Regions from separate parts of the Zea mays genome. Here all the other regions are linked to region 1. The links are chromatin contacts, called in public Hi-C maps. All regions are on one chromosome and are shown on one strand. Each heading gives the region's core, a stretch centred on a gene start, on an enhancer-like site or on the middle of the called end of the contact. The rest is flanking DNA. Distances are from core to core; before and after follow the strand shown.

Region 1 (2,968 bases), core at 293-2,792:
GATGTATGTGTTTTATATGTGTCTAAATTCATTATCCATTGAATATAGACATACTCCCTCCTTTCTAAAATCTCCATCTTATAGTAGTCGAGCACAGTGACCAAGGAATGAGTTATTTCTATCCGGTATGCATCGTCTCTTGTGCCAAGGTGAACGTTTGGGAGAGGAGCATGCAGCCATGCAGAGAGAATAAACAAACGCACTGCTTCAGTTTTTATTGGGAACCAAGCAGCATGCACATTCAATGAAGCAGCAAATACAAATACGACGAAGAAAACGGAATCTGCAAAAAAAAATTGCTTAGACGAGGCAGATTATGGAACGGAGGGAGTAAAAACCGAGAGCTAAAACGAATACTATTTTAGGACAGAGGGAGTAAAAGAAGCCACAGACTTCAATGTAAATGACAACTAATGAGCAGACTGGTAAACATTGAACACTGGGGCCTCTAACATGATGACATTTTGTACCACGAAATGGCTGTCTTAATAACAAACTAGACTACAACACGTTCAACTAGCCAAAGACCACAGAGCAGATCAGGTGAACAATAGCCATGGACACAGCAAAAGTTTTTTTTGACATAATTAATTCTAAAAAGTACCAATAATTACCTAACTTCACAGTCCTAACAGGACTCAGCTTGAGGAAGAAACTACTCTCTCCGTCCCACAAAAAATGCAATCATTGCTTCTCGAGAAACCAACCTATTTGAAATTTGACTAAAATTATATAAAAACAATAATATTTATGGTACAAATTAAGTATAACTGAACTAATTACAAAATATATTTTCATGATAAACTTATTTGGAGATATACATGTTAATATTATTTACTATAATTTGGTCAAACTTGAGCTAGTTTCACTGGGACGGTTCCCATAATTGCATTCTTTCTAGGACGGAGCAAGTACTTGTGCAAATTTCTCTGCACGACACCAAACACCTGACGTGATCCCCTAGAGTCCGAGGCTCTGAGCTAAGTCGCAAAAGCAGGGGCACCTCACCTTAGTACCGAAGGGGCCGACGGCAGGATCCATGTCAAACCGCTTCTTCCCCTGGAGAAAACGCATCAAAATCCACATCAAATGCCGCCGGAATCACGTTGAGATTCCGAAGTCCGAACCCAGAGTGACCTCTCACCTGGAGCTCCGCCTCGAGCTCCTCGCGCTCCAGCCCCGTGGCGATCGGCATGACATCCTCGACCTTGCTGGGCGCCGGCTTGTCGCCTGCACGGCCACAGTCCTCCGATCCGTCAGAACGAGACCATCGGCTCAGAGGAGCAAGGAAGTAACTGCTGAGGGACGGGGGGCTTACCGGGAGAGGAGAGGAGGGTCGAAGTGCGCCGGAACGCGGCCACCGGCACCGTGGACAAGGGCACGGCGCGGGCGGAGGCCGGGGACGACGATGCGGCGGCGCGGCGGAGCGAGGGGGCTAGGGTTTGGAGGCGGCGCCACATGGCGGGCGTGGTGGTGTTCTCGGGTCGCCCCTCGCGGAGGTGGGGCCGGTGGAGTGGGAGTGGAGATGCCCGATGCCAGCCATGGTTTACAAAACTACCCACCGGGTTTTATCCAAAATTGGTTTCAAATTCAAAAAAAATTAAAAATTCATAAAAATCGAAAATAGCCGGTAAACCGTCATTTTAGACCGTTAAACAACCAATTTTTTTACCAGTGAATCAGATTTAGTGGCAAGATTGAGTCCAATTTAAACATTTAGCGGTCAATTTAGGCATTAGTCTTATTTACTGTTATATGCTAAATGTGAAGATGTTATATGTTATATGTGATGATGAAATTCATAGCTCAAGTCCAACTTAGACATTTAGTGGTCAATTTCAGTTTTATTTCCTGTCCAAGATGGAATCCGTAGCTTAAGTAGCTCCAGTTCTTTTAACTACCCGTCTGGACAAGACCCAATATAGAACCCTTAGCTCCAGACTCCAGTTTTTCTGTATGTGTTCCTAAGACTTGTTGATCAGAAAAAAAAGTTTAACACTTGGTGAGGTGCACATGCAATACACGAACACCAAACACACATATATGTTTTTTTTGCTTTGTGGATAAGTATTTATTTGTCGTTCTTGTTTTTCTCGCTAGTGTATCTCATATCTTTTGTATAGACCTATCACTATCACTATGACGGATTGGAACAATATCACAATCCTTCCAACATGCCTGAGTACTATCACTATGACTCTAGTTGAACATGTGAGTATTTTGAAATAAGTCGACCTATGTGTCGTTGCTTCGTTGGAGAGTTGTAAAAGAACTTGTATTTGAGTATTGCGAAGTTCGTTGGTTGTTTGTTGCATGAGAACTGTAGTTTGTGGTTGCATATGTATGTTGTATATTATTTTGGTGAACACATGTCGTGTGAATCAATTAATATTTACTGTGCAATGTGAATTGAGAAAATTACAAATAAATCCTGTCAAAATTTTTCATTTTTTTTATAAAAACAACAAAATTCGGTTCGTGGTAAAACGACGGTTTAGAGCGGATTTTCACTAGTTTTTCACTGGTAATTCGGTTCAAATTCAAATTGATTTGGATTGGTCAAATCGGACGGTTTTTACCGGTTTTCGCCGGTTTACCGGTGGGTAACAGTTTTCGCACCCAGAACGGTTTTGTAAACCATGATGCCGGCCTGCAGGGTGAGACGAGACGGGTTTCCACTTTCCAATTCGTCACCACTATAGGGGAAGTGCCCGATGCAAGTCAAAAAAAATCAAATACTTGGGGTGAGCTTGCTATGTTGCGAGCCATCTATGGCCATACCACTTCGCCGTTAATAAAAAAATGCCGCCTCTCGTCGAATTTGGTTCCATTGGCAGCCTCGTTGATCTCGAATCAACCACTCTTCAATATTTGATTTCAATCATCTAAAAAGTATTAAAAACTAAAGCAACATAAATTAAATATATGAATCTTCGTCCTTAACACTTATTTGAAATGTTATCACCAA
Region 2 (2,968 bases), core at 210-2,709, 460 kb before region 1:
CTGACTACATCTGGCCTCAAACCATTCTGTCGCATTTCTGTAAATGCAGTCATTGCCTTATCCACTGCTCCATGTTTAGCGTATGCACAAATCAAGATGTTGAAGGCACGATGTTCAAACGGAATACCGTCTCGAATCATCAAATCAAGGAGATCACGCACATCAATAAGAGCTCCTTTCGTGGCGTACCCATGAAGCAAGATGTGATAGATAGTAGAATTGGGTTTTTGACCCTTCCGAACCATTGAATCAAAGACACTCCTAGCTTCTGCGCATCTTCCAATCTTGCAATAATACTGTATCAGAAGACTGTAAGTGACAACATCCGGTTGAAGACCACTACCAGACATCTTTTTGAGCAGTCTCACTGCCTCTTCCAACTGTCCTAAAGAGCAATATCCACGGATCATGATATTATATGTCCTAGTATCCGGCATAACACCTTTATCAAACATATGTTGTAGGATTGCTACAGCCTTGTCCATTGCTTGAGCCTTGCACAGGCCATCAATGAGTGAGTTGTATGTCACAACATCAGGTGGAAGCCCCTGGCCCATCATTTCATGAAACAGGAAGTAAGCTTTGTCGACTTCACCTTCTTTAAAGAAGCCATCAATGACTGTGTTATACGACACCACATTGGGAGAACAGTTGTATCCGCCATCGGCCGTCATGTGAATCAGCAGCTCAAGAGCCTCTTGACTCTTTTTCTCGACGCAGAGCCCTTTGATAAGAGCATTGTAGGAGAAAACATCAGGTGTATAGCCAAGCTCCGGCATTCTTCTGAACACCATATCCATTGCGTCATCAGTCCTGTTGCCATCACAGAGACCCTTGATTAGCTGGTTGAGGGTCACGTTCTGCACCCTCCATCCCGTCTTGAGGAACAGGGCAAAGGCAGCGAAGGCGAGGTCCAAGCGGCCAACAGTGCAGAAGCAACGGATGAGGATGCCTATGATGGCGGCCATCATATTGACGCCGGACCGGACCATGGTATTGAAAAGGGACACGGCGAGCGCAGCGCTGTGACGTGGTGACGACGAGGAGTCGGCGCGAGCGACGACGGTGAGGACACTATTGAAGGCGTGCACCGATGCCGGTCTGGCCTGAGGAAGCAATTCATCGAACAGGTTGAGCGCGTCCTCTCGGCCGAGGCTTCCGGAGCGGTGCCGATTTAGGATTATCCGCTCCAGCTCCAAGCACGTGCGGCGGCCAGAGCTGACCCCTCGCGACATGCCTTGTCACTCGCTGTGTGGAGCAGTGGTGGAGTGAATGGGCCGAACGGATCTCTGCTTAGTCACTCGCTGCAACCAGCATAACGCGACGCTACAAGGCAAGCTCCTGCAATCTGGAACCCAGCACACGGATTTAGCAGCGGGAGGGTGTGCAAAGGGAATCGCGGAACATGAGGCAGGGGCGCAGGGCGAAGGGCAGCAGAAGCGGTGGAAGTGGAACTCACGATGTAGCGCTGGTAGAACTTGCGCTTGAAGTGGCAAAGCCGATTCCGATGCCGATGCGAGCCAGTGGGTGAGACGACAGCCCAAGACACGACCGGAAGGCTCCTCGGGCCTTCCTCACCTTTCGTGGGCCACTGCCCATAGAGACCTTGGGCTAGCTTGGCAAAAAGCCATCTTCAGTATTTTCTCTCTTGGCTGCAACTCTCAGGAGCATGTCTTAGCTTGCTATTATCAGACAAATGATTGACTTATAATAAAAGGATAGTTAGTTAAGTGCATGATGACTTGTGCAAAGGTTAAAAGTCGAAAAAGAACATCTCTACTCCAGTCTGTATCATACTAGCATCCCACACCACTGTGATCTCACCTGATGCTTGATCTCACCTAATGCTGCAATCGTTGACGTCGAGCAAACCACGTCAGGATCAATCAGGCTCCTTCGCCGGCACGGAACGCGTGCGATCAGGCGAAGGCACACGCCCCAGTTGAGACCTGACCTGATCGCCGGTGGAAGCTTTTTTTTACTGGCACTCCCACCTTCCAATTCCATTTCATCCCAAACTTGCGACGCACAGCACTATGTAGAAAAGGCAGTCGACTACCGTTTCAGAAGGAAGCTTGGATGCCAAGGAAATACAATAAAGCAAATGCTACCTTTTGTTTTCTTTTCTTGTTCTTCTCTATATAATAATACGACAAAGGAAACATAAGAAATGGAGCCATTCACTAGGTCCAAGTGAAGTGCAGTGTGTGAACTCGGAATAAGATCCAGTAGGATATTATTCAAAGAAAGGCACACTTCATCAACAAAAGAAAGAGAGAGGGCAAAAAAGGAGAGCTCCATTATGTACCCTAACTAATAGAAAGCGTGATTCGTTATTTACAACTGGATGCACAACCATACAGGCCCCCGGGAATGTGGTAATGCACGTGATGCCCTTTTTGCCTTCTCTGACCAAGACCGCACTCAAGAGAGTTGGAGTATTCCTTGGATATATAATCCATTCCTTTAAGAAGAAATCATCCGTCACTCCCAACTCACTCCATCCTATAAAAGCCACGGCCAGCTACTGTAACACTATAAAAATCATCAAATAAAAATAATACATTTAGTTATTAATGGTAATTATGGCAATAAATTTTTCATTCAAGTGTTTGTTATTTATTTGCTTTTGAAATAATTTTTGATTGCTCATGATTGATTTTGGTTATTGAATAACATTTCTTCTTAAATGAAAATCTAAATAAATAATATAATAATTATTAGTCCAAACATAAATATTTTATTTATAAATAATTTTGGTATAATTATTATGAATTTTAGGGTTATTTAAAAATATATTTTGGATTTAGAAAAGAAATAGAAAACAAAGAAAAAGAAAAAAAACCTAACCCTAAAGCCCATTAGGGGCCCAACAAACATCACAGCGCGCGCCCCATCCTCACATGCTAGCCGCTGCCGCCAGGGGAAATTCCCGCTTTCCCCTGTCGTGCGGCCCCCGGCCTTTCTC
Region 3 (2,968 bases), core at 145-2,644, 330 kb after region 1:
ATACTCCCCTCCATTCATAAATATATGACACTGTTGACTTTAAAAAAAATTTAATCAATAGTTTTATTAAAAAATAATAATTTATAATTTATTTATTTATTATATGTTTTATCATGTAGTTTGCGTTTGACTTAATATTTTATATATTTAAATAAGTATTTTAAATAATACGAGTAGTCAAAGTTTAAAAAAATAAATAAATTGTGTCATGTATTTATGAGCCGAGGTAGTATACGTCTAGACATAATATTATATACCTTGACATAATATACGTCTAGATGCATAATAAACTCTATGTAAATTAAAAAGCTAAAACAATTTAGAGCCTCTTTATATCTTCACGGTTTGATAGAAATAGAAGCTTGGGTGGGAAAAAACGTCCAATAGCTACAGATAGAGTCTGCGGATGACTACAGATAGCATCTCCAAGTGTGTTATTTTTTTAAATTTTACTCTCTAAATTATTATTTAGAGTCATTTATATAAAAATCATTTTCTATATCTTTTCAATTTTTAACAGCCTTTCTATATCTTAGAAAGATTCACGTTTTCTATATTTAGCTAGCGAGAAACACGAAATAGATAACCATTTAGATAAGTTGTTTGAGTGTATTTTTTTTACAAAAGTCTATTTATATAGATTACGAAAAATATAAAGAGGCTCTTAGAGTTGCTCTTCTAGCAAGTTCAATAGTTATGTAAATTTTAGCTCTCTAATCATAGATTTAAGAAGTTGCTAAATAACTTTAGGAGTAAATAATGTGAATTCTTCTATAATTCTTTAAATATATGTTGTAGTTTTGTTTTGTATCTATCCAAATAAAAAAAGAATAAGTCACAAATTTCAACAATTAACTTCATTACCTACATAATGCAGTCAACATTTTTGTTTAGGAAGTTGTTAAATGTAGAGAGTAAATGTGTTTAGATAAGAAGTTGTTAAAGTTAAAAAATTTATTGAGAGAACTGCTGGAGAAAAGTTTTTATGTTAACTAACTAAATTATTAATTTAGAAAATCTCTATAGATTATATCTGCAACAGTATGAACATCTGACTTTAATTCAAGCGAAAATATATAGAGAACGTTTTTTAGCAAGTAATAAGTAGTGCTTTGAATGATGATTTTTGTTGGCCTTGATACCATTTTTTTCTTCCTCAAATGCTGATCCGTTTGTTAGCAACGAGCCAAGGACGCACAAACGGCATGCTTGCCAGATGTAACTGCCCACGTCCGCGTGTGCCTTCAAACATGCTCGTCTGGCAACACAAAGTGCCAAGCTTGTTGCATGTCGTCAGGGCGCAGACCTCACGGCACGGTGCCACGTACGCGAGAGCACCTGCACCACCTGGCCGCCTCCCTCCAACTCCAAGCCGCGCCGCATTAACACACTTACACACCGATCGCGAAACTGCTTCCTAGCTTCGTTCCGGTTCCGGAGCGCCAGAGAGAGAAAGAAAGGGAAAAGAAGCGCCTTTGCCCACCGCGCGATCGATCGATCCGGGGTCCGGCGGCCTGCCATGGTGAAGCTGGCGACGGCCAGGGAGGCGCGGCTGTACGGGCCGGCGCTGGCGGCGAGGCGGTGGGAGTACATCAACGCGGGGACATACGTGTTCGCGGCGCTGCTCCTGGTCCTGGCGGCGGCGCTGTCCATGTCCGTGTCCGCGGCCAGGCTGGGGCTCGCCGTAGGCGCCGTGGCGCTGGCGGCCGTGGCGGCCGTCAACGCACACGACCTCGCCGCGCACCTGGCTGGCGTCGACTGCCGCGTGGGACTGGCGAGGTACGATGCCCAGCTCGGGCTCGTGGAGTTCCTCGTGCCGGCCGTGCACGCAGCCGGGTGCGCGCTCGCCGCCGCCGGCCTGGCGCTGCTGGCCTCCCCCCACTCCCACTCCCAGTCCCAGCAGCGGCACGCGGCGACCATGCTGCTCGTCGCGGCGCTGCTGTGGGTGCTGGGCTCCGTGCTCAACTCCTGCCAGGTGTACGAGCGCGCCGACGGCCGCGCGCAGCTGCTGCAGTCGGGCGTGCAGGTGCCTCAGCTGCTGGGGAGCCTTCTGTTCCTGGTCGCCGCGGCGCTGAACCGCCCCCGCAGCGGCGGCGAGCCGGCGTGGCTGTGCCTGGTCGGGAGCGTGCTGTGGCTGGCGGCAGCGCTGCTCAACGTGCTGAAGGTGTTCGCCATGCACCAGAGCGACGCGCTGCGGCTGGAGAAGCTCCGCGGCGGCGCGCAGGAGTGGCTCAGCCGCGACCGCGAGGGCCGCGTGCCGCTCAACTGGGAGGAGGCCGCCAGGAGACGGGCGCTGCCCACCGAGCTCCGGTGATCATCGCCCGCGCCAGGCGCCACCCATCATTTCCCGTGCCGTAAAATGAGGGGAAAAGGGTAGATAAATAAATTGTTTCAGCGCCACCCTTTTGGGCCGTTGCTTGGGCTCAATGGAGGCCCGAAGCCCCGGATTGTAGGGCCCATTAGCTGCTGGAGCTTATCGCATTCCATTTCCTATGTCCGAGTCCCTTGCGGCTCCTTTGGAAGGAAAAGGAATGAGAGAATTAAGAGATGGATTGAAGAGGGTTGGAAGGATTAAATTTCTTTATATTCAAATTTGACTAGAATGGGTTTAATCTACCCTAATCTTTCTTAATCTATCTCTAACTGAACAAATTTAGGGTTAGAATCCCTTACTATTTAAAATTGAATATTAAAATTAAATAGTAAGAGATTCTAGCCCCCTCAATCCGTAGGTCGGATTGAGGTCGTTTCTCAGTATAGGTTTCTCAGTATAGCTTAGCAGAAGTGTCACATCCTGATTTAAGGGCTAAACCCGTGCTGGGCTAAACCCGAGCACGAATCAAATGTGTGCTAAGATCAAGTTTTACATATATGGACTCATGATACAGAAACGAATGTCACATCTTTACTATATAATAAGAGTTATGTACAAAATAGCTATATAATTACATTATACGAAGACGACGAT

The links. A called contact is a pair of places that touch in the nucleus more often than the background predicts.
Region 2: a contact with region 1 is called in a Hi-C map of tassel, with 4 times the contacts expected there. The contact joins the promoter of LOC103635420 here to the promoter of LOC100280144 in region 1. A contact is called at or near these places in 2 of 25 Hi-C or Micro-C datasets (ear and tassel).
Region 3: a contact with region 1 is called in a Hi-C map of ear, with 1.8 times the contacts expected there. The contact joins the promoter of LOC100191327 here to the promoter of LOC100280144 in region 1. A contact is called at or near these places in 2 of 25 Hi-C or Micro-C datasets (ear and tassel).

What each region holds. Positions count from the first base shown.
Region 1 is chr8:78,197,124-78,200,091 of Zm-B73-REFERENCE-NAM-5.0, reverse strand. It overlaps LOC100280144, which reads right to left and starts at 1,542. Exons shown (of 8, transcript NM_001358284.1): 1 at 1,319-1,542; 2 at 1,145-1,230; 3 at 1,009-1,059; 4 at 676-707; 5 at 615-673. The coding sequence starts at 1,460.
Region 2 is chr8:78,659,095-78,662,062 of Zm-B73-REFERENCE-NAM-5.0, reverse strand. LOC103635420 (protein Rf1, mitochondrial) reads right to left here and starts at 1,459. Exons shown (of 3, transcript XM_035961722.1): 1 at 1-1,459. The coding sequence starts at 1,235.
Region 3 is chr8:77,862,754-77,865,721 of Zm-B73-REFERENCE-NAM-5.0, reverse strand. LOC100191327 reads left to right here and starts at 1,394. Exons shown (of 1, transcript NM_001136761.1): 1 at 1,394-2,584. The coding sequence starts at 1,520. The coding sequence ends at 2,314.